Linked DNA regions of Capra hircus: region 2 is linked to region 1. A link is a contact called in public Hi-C data. All regions are on one chromosome and are shown on one strand. Each heading gives the region's core, a stretch centred on a gene start, on an enhancer-like site or on the middle of the called end of the contact. The rest is flanking DNA. Distances are from core to core; before and after follow the strand shown. Region 1 overlaps RNLS (renalase). Region 2 holds the start of PTEN (phosphatidylinositol 3,4,5-trisphosphate 3-phosphatase and dual-specificity protein phosphatase PTEN).

Evidence for each region. Hi-C and Micro-C count contacts between places; a contact is called where the count stands out from the background.
Region 2: a contact with region 1 is called in a Hi-C map of liver, with 7 times the contacts expected there. The contact joins the promoter of PTEN here to the enhancer-like site in region 1. A contact is called at or near these places in 2 of 5 Hi-C or Micro-C datasets (blood and liver).

What each region holds. Positions count from the first base shown.
Region 1 is chr26:41,438,428-41,443,111 of ARS1.2, reverse strand. All of the region lies in intron 3 of RNLS (renalase), which reads right to left. Among named protein-coding and RNA genes, the nearest start is that of RNLS, 190 kb to the right of the region's middle. Within about 2 kb of position 2,816, at least 1 of the 5 cell types and tissues checked has an H3K27ac peak or open chromatin away from gene starts, as enhancers often do.
Region 2 is chr26:41,985,511-41,990,174 of ARS1.2, reverse strand. It overlaps PTEN (phosphatidylinositol 3,4,5-trisphosphate 3-phosphatase and dual-specificity protein phosphatase PTEN), which reads left to right and starts at 1,399. Exons shown (of 9, transcript XM_005698175.3): 1 at 1,399-2,483. The coding sequence starts at 2,405.

The DNA of each region.
Region 1 (4,684 bases), core at 1,567-4,066:
TAATTGAAACAGTGTTAATGGGGAGCTTCATTTATTTTTGTAGACTTAACAATTTTAAGTTCTGTAAGTAATTGTCAGGATATTATATACAGAATAATTACTAAGTAACAGTAATAATTTTTGTGATTTTTTTTTCTTGAGGGTCAAGGTTGAAATTTTTATAAATGGTATGTGCTACCATGAACTACTATCATTGGATGTTGAATGGACTTGGAAAAAAGCTTTTGTTGCAGAATTGATAATGCTTGTTAACAAATACAACCTAAAATTATAAGGCAAAATAATACTTAAAAGTAAAATTTATACTGTAGTCATTTCAATGACAATTAATGTTGCTTGAATCACACGCAATGTCAAGCTGTTTTATACATTTCCTGTGCTATAAAAAGTTAAAAGAAGCAAGGCCTCCATTTCCACACAATTATGCACCAGATACATTTTCTGAGTTCAAACTACAGTTCCAGCAGCATTTTTTTTGGACCTTGATGCCAAGTCCAAATGAAATTTCCATATTTCAAAATCTATTTAACTGTGCAATTGAGGAGCTTCCACCTACCCTTCAATTGGAAGTAATTAATTTAATGACATGCTAAAAGGCAAATATCAGGAGACGAATCGGGCAGAATTCTTTAAATGCCTTCCAAGCAATGAATGTGCTCAATTAAAATCATATGCTCATGGACAGATATTAGTATTTGGCAGTACCTATCTGTATGAAAGGACATTTTTCAAAAATGAAATATGTAAAATCTCATTATGAATCAGCATTAACAGATGGACATGTGCAACTGATTTTGATGACAGGAAACACTAACTTTGAACCCCAATTAAGAGAAATGTTATCTCTCCTCCACAATAAAAGAATTCCCTTCTTCTCATTAGGAGACCTATATTATGGAAAACTGTACTCAGTTATTATTATTATTATTAAATTTGTGATTCTTTACAAAAAGATTTGTGGGACTTTGTTCTCTCTCCTGTTATGTAACTGCCTAAATAATATCCTTGATTCTGACTCTTGTCCTACAAAGACCAATATATTTACTCTCTAGCTCTTATAGAAAAATGTTGCCAATCCCTGACCTAAAATATTCTCTTATGTCTCTTGTCACAGGTGCCAAGTAAAGATAATTCTCAGAATCATTTTATAAGTGCATGTGTGTTGAGTGCTTACCATGTACATAGCTTTTTCCTTGTGAGAGAGGTATTAACATTTCCAATTTATGCTATGGAGCCTTTCCTAACGTTGTATGCTAATAAATAAATTAGCCATGATTTAAATTTTGTGTTTCTGGCTACAAAGCCTAGCCTGTGTGATCTTGGAGGAAATTACCTAATGTATCCAAACCTCAGTTCCTAAATCTGTAAAATGAATCTTCATTTTATTATAGTATCACCTATATCATAGGGCTTCCCCAGTGGCTCAGCAGTAAAGAATCTTTCTGCAGTACAGGAGATGAGACGTGGGAGACTTGAGTTTGATCCCTGGATCAGGAAAATCCCCTGGAGGAGAAAATGGCAACCCACTCCAGTATTCTTGCCTGGAAAATCCCATGGACAGAGGAGCCCGGTAGGCTACAGTCCAGGGTGTCACAAGAGCTGGACAGGACTTAGCAACTAAATAATAGAAACAATTGGACATACTAAAGTAGTTGAGAAAGTCAGTTGGGATCATACTCAACTGGTTTATTATAAGCTTTGCTACTTGTTAGCTGTGTGATCTTGGTCAAGTCACTCAACCTCTTCGATCATCAGTATTCTCTTTTATAAAATGTTAATTATAAGTAGCTTATCTTTTGGCTTCCCTGGTGGCTCAGAGGTTAAAGTGTCTGCCTGCAATGCGGGAGACCCAGGTTCAATCTCTGGGCTGGGAAGATCCCCTGGAGAAGGAAATGGCAACCCACTCCAGTATTCTTGCCTGGAGAATCCCATGGAGGGAGGAGCCTGGTGGGTTACAGTCCATGGGGTCGCAAAGAGTAGGACACGATATGAGGATTAAAAAACCAACCAAAGTGAACAACTCCAAACAAACAAATCCCATCTTATTGATTGGGTATTAGAGGTTAGGGAGACTATTAGGAAGGAAAAATATTAAGGACCTTATTAGAGCTGCCAGAAAAAATACAGGACAATCAGATAAATGTGAATTTCAGCTGAACACTATTTTTTTTTTTAAGCATAGGTATATCCCAAGTATTGCATGAGTCATACTTATGCTAAATAAATTATTCATCGTTTATCTAAAATTCAAATGTAACTGGGTGCCAGGTATTCTTATTTACAAAATCTGGCAGGCTGGACATGACTGAATTAGGTAAGAAACCTCTTACCCTGCACAGCCAACCACCTTCAGAATTCAAAAGAGCCTACTCTGTTTCCTGAATATTCATTGGAAAGACTAAAGCTGAAGCTGAAACCCGAATACTTTGGTTATCTGATGTGAAGAGCTGACTCATAGGAAAAGACCTGATGCTGGGAAAGACTGAAGGCAAAAGAAGAGGGCAGCAGAGGATAAGATGGTTACATGGAATCATCAACTCAACCGACATGAATCTGAGCAAACTCCAGGAGATCGTGAAGGACAGGGAAGCCTGGTGTGCTGCAGTCCATGGGGTCACAGAGAGTTGGACATAACTGAGCAACTGAATAACAACTGTGTTTCCAACTCAAACTGCAAAAGTTTCAAGGAAAAGGTTGATCCCACCCTCTCTGTCTTTGCCAAGCAAAGGGCCCAGATGGGAACCACCCCCTTGCCCGGTGTGAGGGATTCTGTGTACCCTCTGTGGGAGCCTGGTGCAGAGGCTGCTGGGAAAACCAGGGCAGTCAGCCCCTTGTCCCTTGGGTCCCTCTGCCCCAGGCTTCCCTCCGGGTGGGGCCCTGTGGTTACAGTGTGGTGACTCTTTGTCTCTGCACCCATGCCACGCCCTGCTTAGTCCACCTGGAGGTGGGGGTGGGGTGAGGGAGAGAAAAAATGGGTTGGAGGAGGAAAAGAAAAGGCTTATCAATTTAACATTTTTTTCTGAGCTGGGTTGTGCTTGGCTGTCCTGGTCTGCAAAACCGTAATTATTACTTTGATGCAGGGTGGCTGCAGATTGTCATTGCCAGGTCTGATTTAATAGCCTGCTTGCACAAAGTCCGACAGAGATTGCTTTTGTTGCACTTTCGAACAGCTCCTGACGGTGGCTCTTTTACGTTAAGGAGGAAACTCTGTGGTTAAACTGTAGCCTAGGTATTTTTAGAGCCGTTACCATGTTAACCGAATTTCGTACATTTCACCTGCAGGATATGTGGTAGTGCTTAGGGCCTTCCCTAAACTCTAACCAAAAATACGTTTTACCAGTTGTTAATGCTGTGCTCAGGACCAACTACTTGCTATCAGAAGAGCTACTCACCAAACATGTGGGCTGCCTAAGAATTCCTTTTTGGATGGGTGGTTCTATGCCATTAGGGGATGTTTTTGCCTTGATACAGAATGATTTGAAGAAACCGAACCAAAAGGCTAAAACTGGTTAGTTCTAAAGGTCAGAGCCTGAAGGCAGTGACCCATTTGTTAATCATTAAGCTTTTCTAAGCCATCTCTGACAGAATTCTGGCTCTCTGCCACTTCTCTGGTCATTTTAAGCTGCAAATTCTTGTACTGTGTCAGTTTTTAAGTAGGTAGCAAAGGTTATGAGAAAGACATCACTTGTTAGTTATTTTTCCTTATCAAACGCCTTTATGGTTTTAGAAAGCAGAGCTGTTCTGTGTTAAGGGAATCTTCTTAACATCCCAGCTATACGCATTTAAAGATGGACCTGCGGGTCCTCTAAAAAGGCAGGGTTTCTAGCTATTATTCCCATGTTAATTAGCTTCCAAAGATAAACAGGAAGTGAGTGAGAGAACACCCACTTAGCCATTAGGTATTAGTTCCCAAATTACTGCTATCCACAGTGGTTTTCTTCAACAACCCCAGCACTGACAGTTGAAGAAACAGGAGCATGATAAGCACAATGTGTTTATCATCTTCTGTCATCAGTTAAAAACTGGAAGAGCTTTAAAATATTCTGAATGCATTTTGTGAAGCCCAATGAGGTTCAAGAGGTATGATGTTTCATTTCCAAATTTAATGCCAGTTTATGCTCTAATCTATCTGAATTAAAATTGATTTGTACACCAAAAACCCCATAAACAAAACTAAATTGTATGCAGCCAAGGGACATTAAGCTGCTAAAATACTTGCTATAATATTGAACATGGAATGGTTGTTCTCTATTTCTCAAGGGAAAAAATACAGTCAAATCTTGCTTATCCATAACCCAAACTTCCGGGAGGCTTAAGTATTTGGAATTGCTCCAAACTCTGAACAGGGAATGGGGAGAGGGATGCAGAGGAAGGACAGGAGAAGGGAGGGGGAGGAAGGGTAAAGGAGAGGGAGAGGAAGAAACAGAAAGAGAGAGAATGAGAATCAGTAGAAAGCAAGCAAGTCAGCTTTTAGAAGTAGACCTGAAGCCCTAGCAACACTGAAAAGAGACCTGGAGGTTACATCTGATTGGCTTACCAGCTAGAAGGAATGGTGAGCTATGATTGGCTGGTGATGATGTCTCCAAATAACCAGTCTTTTTCAGGAAAGCAAATTTATGTGGCAGAAGGGACAAGAGACAGAAGAAGCAAGCAAGGAGAAAGGGAAGACAACAGGGCAAAATGA
Region 2 (4,664 bases), core at 150-2,649, 550 kb before region 1:
CCTCGCTCCGAGATCTGTAAGAATCAGCGGCAGCAGCCAAGGTGAGGGAAGGCGGGGGCACGTGCTTGGATGTGGGTGCTTGTGTAACCAGCTCCTCCGGCGCCAGCCCCGACAGCGCTCCAGTAGGAGGCTCGTCTGAGCCTGTTCTTCCACCGAGACCCGGGAGGCTTTGGGGTCCCGCTGCCGGTGCAAGGCGGGAGCACTCTGGGCAAAAGAAGCGAAGCATTTGCCTCTACAGCTATCATATGGGAGTGGGAATTTGGAAAGTTCCCCAACTAGAAGTACACGTGACCTCCTCCTGAAAGTAGTTCCGACCGTGGCCCGCGTATCCCTCCACCTCCTTTTGAACCCTCCTCGGCTCCGCCCACTCACAGGGGCTGCAGCTTCCTACAATCACGTACTTCGCCCTCCCGCGCTGCAACAGGGGTCTGCGGCGCGCACTCCCCAGCTAGGGGGAGCGCAGAACCTGGCTCCGGGGCGATTCACCCAGCGAGGTTTTCACAGCGGTCCAAAAGGGGCGGGTCGAGGAGCCTCTAAGGATCGAGCTTGAATTGGAGTGGTGAACTCAGCTGGAAACCCCAGGGGAGAGATTCTCGGCTCTCCAGGGGGAATGCAGGGCGCATTCCATCTTCGGGGATCCGCTTTCAGCCCACCTGGACAGTTGCCTTTGGGGATCTAGAAATTCAGGGGCGATGTGCTCACACTCAGCGCGCTCTGCTAGGAGCTTTCATTTTTAGGGCAAATGAATCGAGTAGCCGGGGGAGCGGGAGGTGGGGCGGTGAAAGGGAGCCGGGTGAGGTGATACACACTGGAGACACAATAGGGGGTTGTTCTTTGTACTAAGACTGACACCTTGAGGACACGGGCGGGGATGGGTGGAGAGGTGGGACTTCTTGGCGGAGGCTCCTGCAGTCAAATCCCCGCGAACGCTTATGATCCGACATAGGTACAAAAGCAGAGGCAGGCTGCAGGCCGTGCCGGGGAAGTCTGGGCGTGGGGGGAAGGGTGTCCTCGCTGCACGGGCCGTCCCTGCGTTTCCCTGAACACTGACCAGCGCGGTCACCTGGTCTTTTCCACCTGTGCGCAGGTAGTCTCACCCTCAAGTCAGTGACACAGAGGAATAAACCTGCTTCAACCTTCACCGCTCCCCTTCCCTCCCCCCGCTGCCCGTCCCCGCCTGCCCACCTTCGCAATAGTTTACGGCACCGGCCGTGGCTCAGCTCGTTCCCCCCACCCTGCGTTGCTGCAGAAGAAGCCGCGGCAAGTGCAGTTACAGGCGGGCGCCTCGCAACAAGCCCGATCTAGCATTAGGCAGTCATACTGGGCATGCTCAGTGCGCCTGCAGGTTGGGGACCCGGAGCTGCACCTTCTGCCGCCTCCCTACAGTCTCGGCCCTGCCCTTCCCTCCCTTGGCGCGGTCGGGTACGCCTCCCTCCTCCCCTCGGGCTCCCGAGGCGCCCGGACTCCCGGCGCGGCGGCGGCGGAGGGGGCGGGCAGGCCGGCGGGCGGTGATGTGGCGGGACTCTTTGTGCACTGCGGCAGGATACGCGCTCGGGCGCCGGGACGCGGCTGCGCTCAGATCTCTCCTCTCGGAAGCTGCAGCCATGATGGAAGTTTGAGAGTTGAGCCGCTGCGAGGCGAGGCCGGGCTCAGGCGAGGGAGATGAGAGACGGCGGCGGCCGCAGCCCAGAGCCCCTCTCAGCGCCTGTGAGCAGCCGCGGGGGCAGCGCCCTCGGGGAGCCGGCCGGCCGGCGGCGGCGGCAGCGGCGGCGTTTCTCGCCCCCTCTTCGTCTTTTCTAACCGTGCAGCCTCTTTCTCGGCTTCTCCTGAAAGGGAAGGTGGAAGCCGTGGGCTCGGGCGGGAGCCGGCTGAGGCGCGGCGGCGGCACCTCCCGCTCCTGGAGCGGGGGGGAGAAGCGGCGGCGGCGGCGGCCGCAGCTCCGGGGAGGGGGTCGGAGTCGCCTGTCACCATTTCCAGGGCTGGGAACGCCGGAGAGTTGGTCTCTCCCCTTCTACTGCCTCCAACACGGCGGCGGCGGCGGCGGCACATCCAGGGACCCGGGCCGGTTTTAAACCTCCCCTCCGCCGCCGCCGCACCCCCCCTGGCCCGGGCTCCGGAGGCCGCCGGAGGAGGCAGCCGTTCCGAGGATTATTCTTCTCCCCATTCCGCTGCCGCCGCTGCCAGACCCCTGGCTGCTGAGGAGAAGCAGGCCCAGTCGCTGCAACCATCCAGCAGCCGCCGCAGCAGCCATTACCCGGCTGCGGTCCAGAGCCAAGCGGCAGCAGAGCGAGGGGCATCAGCCACCGCCAAGTCCAGAGCCATTTCCATCCTGCAGAAGAAGCCCCGCCACCAGCAGCTTCTGCCATCTCTCTCCTCCTTTTTCTTCAGCCACAGGCTCCCAGACATGACAGCCATCATCAAAGAGATCGTTAGCAGAAACAAAAGGAGATATCAAGAGGATGGATTCGACTTAGACTTGACCTGTATCCATTTCTGTGGCTGCTGCTCCTCTTTGCCTTTCTGTCACTCTCTCTGATAACGTGGGAATAGACGGATGCGAAAAAATGTCCATAGTGTGGGTGACATTTAACCCCGGTCGGATTTCTAGATGTATATTTTGTGTCTTTTTTGAATGCATTCAGCCTAGGGTGTGTTCGGCTAGACGGAACTCTTGCCTGGTTGCAAGTGTCAAGGCACCGATGGGTCTCTTTCTAAGGGCTATTGTCCGCAGAATCCAGTACACTGTTAGTGGATTAGTGAGCTCGGTAATCCGGTCTACTAAATGAACAGAAAAGTAGGTGCTTTGAGCTTGAGCATATTTCGATTAAATCTTGGCTTTAGGCCCTAGATCAAGGGTATAGATCAGATTAAAAGGAAAATTAGTGTTGCACGTACGGCTTATTGCATCAGAATCATGCAGTGATTGTTTTTAGTTTCCTGGGTTGCATTGATAGATTCTTTTAAAATGTGAGTTGTGAACTGATTTGCATAACTTTAGAGAGAATCATTTTAGCATATATGGTGCTCATTTGAAGGCAAAAGTAGGTTTCTGTGTTAAAACTAAGTTAATTACAACTTTGAACCGCGTTTAGAAGTTTTGTAGTTTGAAATCAATAGTCTTTGATACTTCTCAAAGACGCTCTTAGTAGATTTTGTTAAATTTGCTTTTTTTTTATGGTCTCTAAGATGATGGAGAATAGGACATGAAATGTACAGTTCAGTAGCATTGTAGATTCAGTGCTCTTCTGACAGGTAATAGAATGGAGATTGAGTGGTTTTTGATCTCAGATGATAATGTTATGTAGGTTCAAGGGTATTGTGTGTAGCAAATGGTGATTGCAGAGATTAAACTTCAGTTTCACTTAAAATTTAAGTATTGATTGTGATACTTGAATTGATACTCAGCTTTATTTAGGTTTCAGGTCCTGTGACACCTTGAGGTATCCGTTAATTTTACTCTGACTTGTGTAGAACATCAAATATAATTTATCAGCTGATAACCAGAAATGCTGGCAAGAGTGGATTTACTCCATCTTTGGATTGTAGGTGTGTTCGCTTTTTTCATATGGTGTATTAAATTTACTGAGTCAGCTTGTTGAATAAGACAGAAACCCAAGAATTTCATTGGGGTACAGCTGGCTGTCTGAAAGTTAGGCTTTTGTATTTCAAAAGATAGTGGTTATTGAAAGGCATGAATCTTCGCAGTTTCAGGTATAATGAACAAATTTTGATCAAGGATAGGAGGTAGAGCCCTCCTTTTTGGCAGAATGGGAAATATGTTAGGAATTGAGAGTCACTGGTAGGCCAGTGTATAAGGCATGAAAAATAGGATTAAGTTATTGGTCTGAGGTGACTGAAGCATTTTATTAAGGTTTCTATTTAAGACAAAAAAATTTGGTGATATGAATTGTAGCAGTGGACAATACTTAGTTAAAACTAAGCAGTTGTGTAGGTGTTAATAGAGTATACTCAAAAAAAATGGTTTCTTAGCAAGTATCACTAAACATTTTGCCTAATAGAGTGACACTGAAGTGTCTGTATCTCTAGCTAAAAACTATGGGGAAGATATTTTTGAAGAAAAATGTTACATACATGAGGAGGTTTTATTTCTTTGGATTATATATCTGCACATACATATATACATACGTAGTATTTGCAGCTGATTTTGCCCAAGTTTCTGATATGAAGTGAAGGTAAAAGTTACTGAAGAAGTAGCTTTACCACACACATAACTTAAGTTTTCTGTTAAGTTTAAAAATAGTATTTTAAAAGAATATTTGGACATTTTGGAGTTGCATTAATTGAAAAAGTGCTAAAGCTGAGCTTGACCTGTTTGCCCAGAAGATAATCATGAAAAATACTTAAACTTGTTTCTTCTCATTTGTAACCTATTTCAGAAGTAGTCTATTGGTGTGACTTGACAGTCATCTAGATGTATAGGACCAAATTAATTAAATGTTTAACTTTTTAAAGTAAACCCCCATTCAAAAAATTTTCTAGAATGCTGTTTGTTCGGCAGATTGCTTTTAGTATTCAGAGTATGTTTATGCTAATTTTGCATAAAAATGGTATTTTTGCTATTTTTGATTTAAAATTATCAGAGTTATAAGACTATCATTATTCTACCAGGTTTTTATATGTGAGCAGTGCAGCAATTAGCCATT